Linked DNA regions of Sus scrofa: region 1 is linked to region 2. The links are chromatin contacts, called in public HiChIP or PLAC-seq maps. All regions are on one chromosome and are shown on one strand. The core of a region is the stretch at or near the end of the contact, and the rest is flanking DNA. Distances in the headings are between cores, read along the strand shown.

Region 1 (6,247 bases), core at 2,634-5,133, 140 kb before region 2:
ACCCAAAATGTGATTCACACACCAGCACATCCCTTCACCTAGAAGTTTGTTAGAAATGCCAAATTTCATGCCTCACTCAGGACATTTTTGAAACAATCTGCATTTTAATAAGATCTCCATGCAAAAGAGGCACTAATCTAAGAGAACTAAAATTGAGGGTAACAGAGGAGGAAGGTGTTACAGAGAGAGGCAATCTTCTTTAAAAACAGGCTCTAAATTCCGAATTTCGACCATGAAACTATCACCTTTCAAAAGAATTCTGGTTGGCAATGATTTTATTTCCTGTTACTTTTTTTTTTTTTTTTAAGGGTCACACCTGTGGCATATGGAAGTTCCCAGGCTAAGGGTCAGATTAGAGCTGTGAGCCTACACCACAGCCACAGCAATGCCAGATCTGAGCTGAGTCTGTGACCACAGCTTGCAGCAATGCCGGACCCTTAAACCACTGAGCGAGGCCAGGGATCGAACCTGCATCCTCATGGATGCCAGTCGGGTTCATTACCACTGAGCCACAGTGGAACTCTTCCTAGTACGTTTATTGTGTTAGGAAGTTTCTGGAAGCAGCCAGAGGTGCCGGCATAAATGAGAAGTAAAAGGCAGATGTTCCTTCAAATTCAGTATTCTCTAAAAGATTGCCAAATCCAAGCTGCAATGGAATGATTAGGTGGCAGCTGATCTGCTCATTTGGAATGTCAGCAGGGATAACGCTTACATAAGCTCTATGCGTCGTATATTGTCCTTCAGTTACAGGGAAAAGAGAAATCTAAAAACAGTCTATTTTATCGTCATGACTAACTGAAAGTTGGCCAAAATGGAAAGATCTTAAAGTCTTCTCTGAACTGCCAATCCTTTCATTGGATCCATACGTGTATGTGTGTATGTGGGTGCACAGGCATGCGTGGATGTGATGAGAAGGCCTTGAACGCCATCCTGAATGTATATTTCTCTCCAATTGTTATGGATTCAATGTCTCTAGATGCTATGCAACAATTAAGGAGAGTCAGAACCAGGACAATTAGATTTCAACAGAGCCTGGAAGGCAGAAAACAAACAAACAGAAAACTCAGAAAGATGACCAGCTAAAATTCTTCACCCAGGATTTGCCCTGGATCTCCGCTAGACCACTGGCCCCGTGCTTTGTATCAGCTTTCTCCCATTCCATCTACTTTGATGAGCATTTATTTGCATCCACTGTGTAAAGAATATTGGGATTCTGTATTCTCCTTATCGTTTGGTCCTTGGGATGTGATGGGCAAATTTAAGTCTCTCCTTTCCGCTCAATAAGAAAATTTTGTATACATTTTAAACATTTTAAATATCAAGCCAATGTGATATTTGCTCTCTGGTCAGTGCATCTATATCCCTGTAATCCTGAAGAGCATAGGGTTCCACGGCTGTTTCCATCATCAGCATTATTGGCTAAGTTTTTTATGAACTCGCTAGGCTCTAGGCTCTGGGGCACAGAGGTGATCAAAGACGCTGCTCACATGGACCTGATGTCCAGGTGAGAATGAACAAAGGGAAAATACAACCATAACCTAATGTCTAGTGGTGATAAGTGACCATGAAAAAGCAGAACCTAGTGTAATGGGAAAGAGAGCAATAGGGGGCGCTGTTTTAGACAGAGCATTAAGTCGCATTTCTCAGGGGAGTTGACACTTGAGCTGAGGCCTGAATAAAGAGGTCAGACTTGCGAGTAGAAGAGTTCCAGGCAAAAGGAGTTGCAAAGGCAGAGTCCTCTGGGTGGAAGTGCGTGAGGCATGTTTGGGAAATGGCTAGAGGGTCAACATGGCTGGAGCAGAGGGAGAGGGAAGAAGAGTGAGAAGAAATAGAGAGCCGGGTGCCAGATTATATAGGTCCTCGAAGGACCTTAAGGTCACAACAGCGTTAAAACAAACAAAAACAAAACAAAAAAACCTTTCATTTACTGAGATAGGTGCTACATTAATAAAATGTATGTACATTACTTAGTCTAATCCTCACAAAAATCCTATACACGAGTATCATCATTATACCTCAAGAAAAATGAGCCTTCACAAAATCAACATGACCAAGCTCAGAGAGCTACAAAGTGTTGGAACTTGGATTTGAACCTACATCTTCTGACACCAGAGGCCATTTCATATTCCAAAATCCTGTTATGACAGACAGATCTCTGGATTCCAATTTTACATAGTGCACTGGTAGAAATACTGTGAAATTCAAGTAAAATAGACATGTTTGTAGATCCTTCTAAGGAGGGAATAAAATTCTACCTTTTAATGAAAGGGTAGAATTATGTTCCCTCATCTTTATTACAATTAAATTTGATTTGGGGTCACATTTTTCATGCTCCTAACATAATAAGAGTCTCATGGAATGATCAAAGTCCACAATAATTTTGTACAAGCATTTACTGAAGGTATAACATAATCAAAGTTTTATGTCACCTAGTTAACCTCTCATCAGATTCAGTAGACAATAAGCCATGATACACAGCTGTGAAGACATTTCCATTTCAAAAATATTTGATATTAAGGACTGAATTTGAGAGATGGATGTTCAAAATATTTGGTAGTCTCTACTTCTTCCTATTGCTCATTTGTGCACCTGCTTTGCTAAATTTATCTCACAATATGTATAGCCACTCAAGGAGGTCTCTTCTGTGTGTCCCCATCCTTCTCCATCTCATTCCCCCAACAAGAACTCCTGTTCCTCTTGTTCTCGGGACACAGTCCCTCTCTTCCCACTAAAATCTGACTGTTTCTTTTATGCCCTGCCCGTCTCACTGGTGTGCTTAATGCGCCACCCTGCCTGTGTGATGAATTAACCTTCCTTACATACATTCTGCTTCAACCACTGGCCATGGAGGCTTGACTTTGTCTTCTATGTCTCTGAGGATCTGAATTTGCCCACTCATAGATTTCTGAGAGTTTTTGGGCAACAGCTTTAATTTCTGGTCTCCCAACCACCCTTGTACCTCCTGTTGACCGGAATATTTCTTTCAGTCTTTCAGTTAGTTGAATAATTCCTAATTCCTACAAAGCTGATTTATCAAACCATCACCTTCACTACCAAGTAGTGTACTTTTCAAACCTGTTTGCAGGAGTTTCCTCAGAAAAGCCCTAGAAATCTGAGGGCCCTGAGACACATTTTTAATGACACAGAAACCTACTTGATTTTAAAAAATAAAATCCACTTAGGACAAAAATAAACCAGGCAGGTTTCCCTTCCTGCAATATCTTCTCTCCTTGAAACTGTTACGTTTCAGAGCTAGTTTGTTTTAGGAAGCTCTGTTCTGTGGAGCAATAAGTTGTTGTAAGACAAACAGAATAATTTTGTTTTCCATTAGGTCAGTGGTGACAACATTAAGCTTAGCAAGACCATTTTTTGGCCAAGCTTGTAGCATGCAGAAGTTCCCCTGCCAGGGATTGAACCTGGGCCACAGCAGTGACCTGATTCACAGCAATGACAACACTGATCCTCAGCCTCTAGACTACCAGGGAACTCCTCGCAGGACCTTTCTACGAGCACTTCAATTAAAGTTCTGCTCATGTAGTTTTTGCTTTTTTTTTTTTTTTTTTTTTTTTTTTTTAAAGCAAAAAGTAGACTTTTCTTAAGCTGCTTTTACCCTGCAAATGGCCCTGATATCAGAAGTCCACTGGCAGGGTAAAATCAGGTATAAATTATAAAAGGGTTTTATTTGTTTTCAGGAGGACAGTGTTAAATACTCTATATTATCCCCCAGTTTGTTGAAGTGCAGAAGCTGAAAAACAATCTGGGCTTGGAAAGAAACTGCAGTGTCTGAAACTCTCCAGAAGCACTCAGAATGACAGGACCCTTAGCCAATAAAATGTGAGATTCAAGGAACACATTGTCACAACTCAGCGAATAATAAGGAGCAGGTATAAGTATGACATCACTGAAACACATTCCCATTGGCGGTTCCTCTGTGTGCTGGTTACTGTTCTATTTGTGGAAGCAGCAGCCTTATTCAAATTAACCTTTTCAGGCAGAGGGGAGGAGGGAGGTGGTGAGAAATATGCTGCAGTCTTTCCCCTGAAGGTGACGTGCTCTCAAATTCACTTTACATTGCCTTTGAGCAGGCAAAATAAAAATAAATTCAGCTGCGGCAGTGTTTCACAGGGATAATAGCTGCTTGAATTAGATCAGGTCAGTGAAAAGGAATGGGATAGAGGCTGTGGCAGAGTGAAAACAAATTTCTGAATTTTTCTCTTTGCTTTTATTCCTTCCCGCCTTATTATTTCTCCGTGTCTCTTTCCTGGACCTGATCGCTGCATAGACTAAACTTGATATCCCCCCAGTCAGCCATTCGAGGGAAGGATTTCTTTGAATACTCATACCTCCAGCCTGTGATGTCTAGCAGACAGGTCCGATGAACGGATGGTTGCCTGACATGGTAGAAATACTCAGGAGTATGAAGCTGATGAGATAATTTAATCACATTTACTGTCGTCTGTGAGCAACTGTCACTTTCCATCCTGTTTCTGTTACATAACATAGGGCCTCCAGCTACATCACTGATACACAGGAGCGCCCACTCTGTGTTTAACTCCTAGGGCTTTGCTTTCACTTCGGAGAGCCTAGATGTGGGGGCAGTCCCCATGTCTAGTCCCCATCCGGATGGGCTTCCAGAACTTGGCACAACTTTGCACAAATAAAATGCTTTGGGTCTTTGGCCTTATTTCTTTTACATCTTCAAAAAGGATTTCACTCTCTCTTGTCACTGACAAAGATCACTCAGGATACAAACCGTCTAAAACGGTAAACCCTGCTTTCGAGTCCATGTCCTTAAGTAATTTCTTCTTTCTGATATTTCTGTTTTCTTTCCATCCCTTGTCATCTCTTCCTTCCTACCTCAGAATGCCTCTACACAGCATTCCTGTTGTGGCTCAGTGGGTTAAGAACCCAACTAGTATCCATGAGGATGAGGGTTCGATCCCTGGCCTTGCTCGGTGGGTTAAGGATCCGGCGTTGCCTTGAGGCTGTGGTGTAGGTCACAGATGTGGCTCAGATCCGGTGTTGCTGTGACGGTGGCGTAGGCCGGCAGCTGCAGCTCTGATTCAGTCCCTAGCCTGGAAACTTCTATATGCTGAAGGTGTGGCCCTGTGAAGGAAAAACACAAAAATTAAATGCCTCTACTTGACAAATTTTAAAATGCAAGTGAAAAAGTTTCCAGAAAGTTGATGATCAATCTATAGTCTCTGCCACAATGTGGAGTGTCTTAGTCTGTTTGGGCTCCTGTAACAAACTGCCACAGACTGAGTGGCTTATAAACAACAGAAATGTATTTCTCACAGTTCCAGAGGCTGGGAGTCTGAGGTCAGGGTGAGGCGAGGACCTTCTCCAGATGCCGATTTTTCCTTGTTTCCTCCTTGGGTCCCCACATAGTGGAAGGGGTTACGGAGCTCTGTGGGACTCTTTCATGAGGCCCTAATCCCATTCAGGACCCCACCCTCATGATGTAAGCACCTCCCAATAGCCACCTCCCAATACCATCATCTTTGGGGGGGAGTCAGGATTTCAACATTGGGGAGTTCCCATTGTGGCTCAGTGGTAACAAACCCGGCTAGTATCCATGAGGACATGGGTTCGATCCCTGGCCCTGCTCAGTGGGTTGAGGATCTGGTATTGCCATGAGCTGTGGTGTGGGTCGCAGACACAGCTCGGATCCTGCCTTGCTGGGGCTGTTCTGTAGGCTGGCAGCTGCAGCTCTGATTAGACTCTTTGCCTGGGAACTTTCATAGGCTGCAAGTGCAGCCCTAAAAAAAAAAAAAAAAAAAAACGATTTCAACATATGGATTTGAGGTTGAGGAGGAAACACAAATATTCAGACAGAGCATTAGGCAAAAACAGCTATATTTCAGGTCAGAAATAAGTTGCTTTAGGCAAAGAGCTAGCTCCCACTGCTCCAAACATGCTGCACGTTTGCCTGTCCTTAAAGAGATCTGAACCTCTGAGCTCGTCCCTTGCTATTCCTCTAAAAACATTAATAATCTTGTCATCAGACTGTAATGACAATGGCACCAGCATGACACTACATGTTACAATCCCGTTTGGACTCTCTGTACTGGTTTTGCCTAATTTACAAATCCCTTTAAATGGATCTGGGTATTGCAGCAGTTACCAGGTTCTGAGCAAAACTATACAGATTCAGAAAAATAGCTTGTGTGAGGAAGGTTAGAGCACTTCTGAATAAATAATGCACGGAAGGTCAGCCGCGGAGGAGCGCTGGGAAGCGAGCAGG
Region 2 (6,865 bases), core at 3,458-5,957:
ATTAGAGGAAATCTGCTGGGTGGCTTCAGAAAACAAGTTTTGTTACTAATAAAAGGAGACTCATGGGAAAAAAAAGAAATCTGTTTATCCATTTGACCTCGTTACACGCATATGTACAATATCCGGAACTATGCCAACACTTTGTGACCATGAGGGGATCTGGGGTGAGGCTAGGGCCACGGGAACATAACAGAACCAAAAGATGGAAAGGACCTCAGCGGCAATCCCCAATATCATTGAGTCACTGAAATCAGTGGCCTTGGAACCAACCAATTAGAGGCTATGACTTCTTGTTACATAGAATAATATGTTTTTATTAGTGTTCAAGACATTCTGATTCAGGGTTTTCTGTTCCTTTTAGCTGAAAGCCTCCTAACTAATAAAAATCCTTTGTATTATCCAATCCACACATCTCATATCCTACACAGGGAACTTAAAATGTAGTACGTTGTCATAGAAAATACAGTGTCTATATGTGATATGCATATATCATCCTTTGTAGGTGAAGATAATCTCAGGAATACATGTCAATAAAGAATGCATGTGTGTGTGTGTATGTGTGTGTGTGTGTGTTTCATGAGGGTGATAAATTTGGATTGGTCCCCTACATTTTCTCGACCAGTTTTCCTTATAACTGAGAACATATATTTGATATCCAGTTGCCTGGGTCAATGGTATAGTGCTTGGTTATGAAATAGATTGACGTTACGTCAGAATAGAACACATTGTGTTGAACCCATGAAGATGTTGGAGCAAACGTCAGAAGTTATGCTCTCCCAGAAAGTAAAAAACTTTATAACAAGCCCAGTAACATGGAGGGAACAGAGCATTCTCTTTCAAGTTCTCTTTTACATTAATTACTTTGGACCAATACATGGCAAAAAAATAAAGCTTTGCAGATGTGGGTGACTTACATGGTATTTTAAGATCTAGTGTTTGCGTTGGGGTTTTTCTTAGCAGCTGAACATTTCCGATGAATGTTTCTGAAGTTACTGCAGACCATTTTCTTCCCATTCTATTATACTCTACTTCCACCTTTCAATGAGTGTGAATATGTAATGATGAAAATAACTACTATAAATAATGCATTGATTTTTTACATCTTCTTTCCAACAAAGGGAAAATTCATTCTGAGCCACAGGGAGAACAGGGTGGCAGCTGCTGCAATTTCTCAATAGCCAAGGATTATGGACCTTTTGGGAAAAAAAACAGTTTGTTCTCCTCTTTGGGATGGGGTGGGAGGGGAAGTGGAGAGTGGCCATGTCGTTCTATGACTCCACCCTGCTGCCATTTTTTACATGGGTCCTCCCCTAACTGAGTGTGGAAAAAGCTGGCAATGACAAGAGCGGTGTTCCTTTGCTTTCCCTTCTTTCTCAGGAGTTAAGGATCTTCAAGAAGATGGTAGAGGCAATGGTATGGATTTGCACAACCTTGGGCAGAAAATGGAATCATTTTACTCTTTGAGGCAAGGTATTAATTAAGTAAAATCTTGAGCTCATCCTCAAGGAATGGCTTCTCCTAGAAACAACATGGAATTTGGGGTCAGGAGACCTGGGATGAAGGCCCAGCTCTTCCACTTATGAGCTTTATCACTTTACTAAGGTAGCTTCACCTCTCTCTGGAATTAAGACCGTCATCACTGAATTATTTGTTTCTTCATTTCTTTATTTTCTCATGTGGATCCTCTTTCAGAACATTTGAAGCAGATTATGAAAAATTATATGTGCAGTAACACCTGAGGCTGATGATACAGAAATAGAAAAGCAGAACAAAGAAAAAGGAGAAAGCGTTCTAAACTCTACAGGTTGATATAATAGCCATAAATATTCATTACATTAGAATCTGAGATTCCTAGAAGCCAGGGCACGGAGGGAAAAATGAGGGTACATATATTTGGTTTTCATTAAGGAAAGTGAATATCAGTTCCTCTGAGGACATATAGCATTTTCCTGGCATCGCATTCTCCAAGAAATTGAAACCATATAAGGATAACAATGCCTAACTCCTGGGGTTGTTAAGTGCATTAAGTATATATAACAGCCTTTATAAATTGCAAGCTATTATTTAACACTAATTAATACATAAATATCTATTAAGCCTATTTCCAGAGACTGAAGTCAAAAGCAGAGAGCAGAGTTTTAATGTCTTACTTCTTTTTTAGTGGAAAGCATTTCCATACTGTACTCTATGTTTTCCTATCTTCCTTTCTTTTAGAGCAGGTCACACAGGGCATAATGGCAGAATAGCACTTTTAGAAGGGATTTGAGAGTTCATGACCGTAAATATCAATGACTGTAGTTTGCAGTAGCTATAGTTGTAGATAAATAGATAATTATAGGTGTGAGAAAATTATGTGGGATGAATGGAAAGGACTCAACCAAGGAGCCTTTTTCCTAGTTTGCTTTCTAGGGAACAAAAATGACCCATCTTAGTTTGCTTTTAAACGATTTGACTCTCATAAAGGTGGAATGAAACATGTGCAGATGTTCACCCCTTCAGCAGTGCAACATAGCTTGTTTTCTGTAAAACTGATTAGTGAACTCAAAGTTGAAGCAAGCAGCCTTCTAGCCAGTGATCTTCCCACCCCTAGACAATCTTCAAGGTCGTGTGTCTCTTCCTCCTCAATGACATTCACAACATCATTCTTTGTTTCCTGTTCCCAACTCAATGATCCAGGAGTATCTTCTTGTCAACTTATCATTCCTCCTTTACCTCATTTACCCAGTTTGAGAATGCAGTGTGCATAAGGAGCATGCCCTCATACTTTAAGAAGTTGACCAAGGACAAAGGGTATGGTCTATCCGAAGCCTGTTCAGCAATATTAACAATACTTAACCTTGACTATCAGTATAAAAGCTCACAGAATACTTCTGTTTTCAAACCAAACTTGACTCCACCTGATCACGTGCAGGAAAGCCAATCTACTGATGCCAGGTTGTGGTGAAGGGAAGTGCAGCTTTTATGGTAAGGTGCCAATACAGGGAGAATAGGTGGCTCATGTTCAAAAACCCAGAACTCCTCCGAAGGGTTTCAGCAAAACATTTTTAAAGGCCAGGTGAGGAGGGGCATCCAGGGTATACGATAAGCTCATGCACAGTTCTCTGATTGGTTGGTGGTGAAGTAAGAGGGTGATGTGACAAGGTCGAGCATTATCAATCCTTAGGCACTTGTAGGTCTGGGGACTCTACCTGCTCCTGTTCATCAAGTAGTTAATTTCTTTCGTTTGGTCAGGTTTTTGCCATCCCTAAAACAACTCAGGAAATATCCATCAGATACTATTCTCTGGGTACTTCAGAGAGGAGCTAAAGTAGAGCATGTGGGGGAGGCGTATGTCCCTGGAAAGCCCCATAGGTCCTGCTTGGTTACGCTTCCTTATATACAGTTTCATTTAATCCTCACAGTTACTATGTGTGTTAATTCTCATCTTCTCCATTTTGCAAATGGAGTGTGACATATCTGAACTTGAATCTTATTTCTGTCCCTTATTAGCTATGGGAGCTCAGGCAAACATTAATATTTTTATGAATCAATGTCCTCACCTATGAAAGATGAATAAACACTGTAAAAGGTAATATCTGTGAAGCATCTTCAGAGGGGCAGACATAGAGTAGGTACATAATAATGGTGATTGCTACTATTATGTTATCTGAACAGAACTCTTGTAGCCACAGAAAACTACAAAATATTACAATATTCTTGAGAGTCATAGGCATGTTCTAGTAAAAACTTTCCTTGGGTAACATAATTTTCATAGTAATACTTTGATCCATAGTTTAAATTAGTGGGTAACATTGTATGTGTTTTTTTTTTTAAAGAGCCCCAAACAAAAACCCATTTCTTGGGAATAAACCATAAAGTCTTCTAGGACTCTTTCCATGAAACTACCAAACAGTGATTAAATCTGTGAGAAGAATTTCTGTCTGAAACCAGGATTGGTTTGAGCTCTGCAATAAATGCAAGGCAGTTACAAGAGCTCTGAGTTTTAATCCTTAACATTTTCATATTATAGGAATCTTAACCATTGGTTCACAAATTACTATTTTTTTTTTTTCATTTTTTAGGGTTGCACTAGGGACATATAGAAGTTCCCAGGTTAGGAACTGAATCAGAGCTTCATCTGCCCATCTACACCACAGCCACAGCAAAGCCAGATTTGAGCCATGTCTGCAACCTACACCACAGTTTATGGCAATGCTGGATCCTTAACCCACTGCGTGGGACCAGGGATCAAACCCACATCCTCATGGATACTTGTCAGGTTCATTACCAATGAGCCACAATGGGAACTCCAAGTATTTTCTTATTTGATTATTCCAGAGGAATCAGTTTATTTTCTAAGTATCTTCTAGGTGAGAATTACCAAAATAGCCCAACCTCTTCAGGTTGGAAAATTGTTTAAAGGTGATTTATCTGAACACAAGCCACAGACATTTTCCAGCAACCTCCTAATGTGCAGTCTTTGTCACTAGTTACTTCCATTTCTTATGCCTCTCTTGCAGTGAGAAGATCAAAGCACTCCCTAAGTCTTCCATGCCTCATTCTAAGTGGGCAGCCATGGCCTTGAGAAAGTCACTAACTGTAGTCACCGTGTTCACTGATATAGTTCAGCTTTTCAGCCAGCACTGGGTCAGACTTAGGGAGCGCTTTGATCTTCTCACTGCAAGAGGCACATGGTCTCTGTGTCGAATGTCACCAGTGGCACTATTTCACAAGTTGTTGTACCCAAGTTGGCAGGAGGACTGGGCAAGAGTTAAAACTCAGAGTCAGGGATAGGTGTACACAAGCAAATACTCAGAGCCAAATACGCCGGTGCCAAAAGAAAGTTGTAATACAGGGAGCAAGATAAGATAGGGAGCCAGAGTCCAGCCCGGGGTTAGAGAGCAGGAACAGGCTGCATAGCAGCTGGAAAGCTGCTAAAGCTGTTCGTGTTGGACCACCTGCAAATGGCATAACTCATACACAGGAGCCCGTGGTGTCTCACAGACACTATGTACAGCAGAGATGATTCAGGATGCAAAGAATTTGAGCAACTACCATATCAAAGCTTTGCTATGTTACCAGGTAAATACACCTAAAACTCAATGGCTTAAAGCCAGCTCAACCAATGATAAATCACTATTTGTGTATGAAATGAAATATGCATTTCATTTTTGATATAACCATTCCCACTAATTTTGGAAAATTTTGAAATTTAATAGTTTTCCTTTTAAAAATTACTGGGTTTGATTCATTTGAGGATATTTAGCTAATTGGTCGAAGCATTCTTTCGTATTTTTAAAACATGCTCGTGATAACTTCATAGATGCTTCATTAAATGTGTCCTTTGTGTCCTGCTTTCTTTAATGAGTACTTTTACAAACTCTATAAATTGATTAAGTAAATTAACAAATACCTCTTTGCTTCCTTGTGATGAAGGATTACTGTTTTGTTGATCATAAAGAGAAGATCTGTTATGATGGTATTATGTATTAGACGTCAGGAACAATGAAGTGCAATGGAGGATTAAATTCAATGGAGGATTAAATTAAATATGAGATTAACTATAAAATCACAGTTCCCAGCATATGTTTTCTACTTTGTTAATACTTGTTCCTTTTACAGGAATGACAACTTCATGTTCATTACCAGATTGACTTGGTTGATATTTCATGTACCTCAGACTCACCAGATTTTTGCTAACTTTTCACTCCACATTGAATCCTACCAATCCCGCTTCTTATGATATGGAGAGGCGTGAAAGCAGATAAAGCAATATTCTTTAGAATCTGTGAGGTTCTAGTTTGTTTTATTTTTGTTTATTTCCCTAACTCCAGTTAGAAACAGCCTCTGGGAAAAGGATATTTCCACTTGACTCTATACTGGTTCCAGAGTTCCCAAGGCTAAACCTCGAGCCTTCTGTTCTCTCCCTTCTGGCCTCTGTGAGCAAAGGACGGAGGTATACCAGATGTCCCAAGGCTTGCCTTTCCCCACAGGACATGCTGTGGGCAAGGAAGCCAATTCAGTTATGCTCTAATGCCTTCTTTGCTTGAGCACCTCTCTATGGTGGCTGGCCAGATGAAGAGGTAGGGCATAAAGAGAAAAGAATTAACAAGATAAAGATACAGGATTGGAGTGTGCGAATGTGCAAGAAGAGACTGGAATTTATTAGAAGGAAAGCATTCAAGGTGAGCAGAGGGAAGGATCAATATATAGTCCTAGGTTGGTGAAAGAAAAAAATATGGTTTCGTTTGCCCATGCCTGCTTCTGCATAATTGCAAAGGCACGGTATCGGCTGCAAATATCTATAGAGAGACAGCATGGAGAGAATCAAAGTGAATGTTGGGCAGGGATGGCTGGGTGATATAAATCAGTGCGATAACCTGGCTACAGTGGGAGAAGAGCCAACTGTTTGAACATATATCTGAAAAAGGTTCAAGGCGTGGAGGAATCCCAATGAACTCTTGTAAGTATCAAATGTGCAATGCTGCATATTTAATATTAGAACAGAGTAGATGGTGAGTCAGAGTCTGAAGAATGAAACAAAGCTGAAAGGAAATTAGCAAAAAAAAGTTGGGAAAATATCAGTGCAGAAACAGAATTAGAGATAAATAATAGAAATAAATGTTGAGAAGGGGAAAATATATATATATTAAAAAATGACCTAAAGAGGCCTTATCTACTCTATTGCTGTCTAAGAGGAGTAAGCTTTTAGTTGCTAAGAAGAAAGTGCTTATTCATTAGTTCAGAATCCTATCTAATTGAGACATCCTGAATTACCAATCACCAATGAAATATTTTCTCTAGATTTTTGCCCATATACGTCTCTTAAAAATGCCAAGTCTGTGAGTTGCCTACCCAGTAGTCATCATGCCATTCCTACTTGCTA

Evidence for each region. HiChIP or PLAC-seq counts read pairs in DNA pulled down with a chosen protein or histone mark.
Region 1: an H3K27ac HiChIP or PLAC-seq map of skeletal muscle shows a contact between it and region 2, with 2.7 times the contacts expected there. The contact joins two enhancer-like sites. A contact is called at or near these places in 1 of 5 promoter capture datasets (liver), 5 of 47 Hi-C or Micro-C datasets (liver and skeletal muscle) and 1 of 2 datasets of contacts at active chromatin or transcription factors (skeletal muscle).

The regions. Positions count from the first base shown.
Region 1 is chr11:46,634,382-46,640,628 of Sscrofa11.1, reverse strand. The region is part of intron 1 of LOC110255761 (a long non-coding RNA gene); the gene reads right to left. It also overlaps a transcript of KLF12 not described here. Among named protein-coding and RNA genes, the nearest start is that of KLF12, 330 kb to the right of the region's middle. Within about 2 kb of position 3,883, at least 30 of the 83 cell types and tissues checked have an H3K27ac peak or open chromatin away from gene starts, as enhancers often do. A contact at or near this core is called in skeletal muscle, where this site is marked.
Region 2 is chr11:46,497,058-46,503,922 of Sscrofa11.1, reverse strand. It overlaps a transcript of KLF12 not described here. Among named protein-coding and RNA genes, the nearest start is that of KLF12, 190 kb to the right of the region's middle. Within about 2 kb of position 4,707, at least 5 of the 83 cell types and tissues checked have an H3K27ac peak or open chromatin away from gene starts, as enhancers often do. A contact at or near this core is called in skeletal muscle, where this site is marked.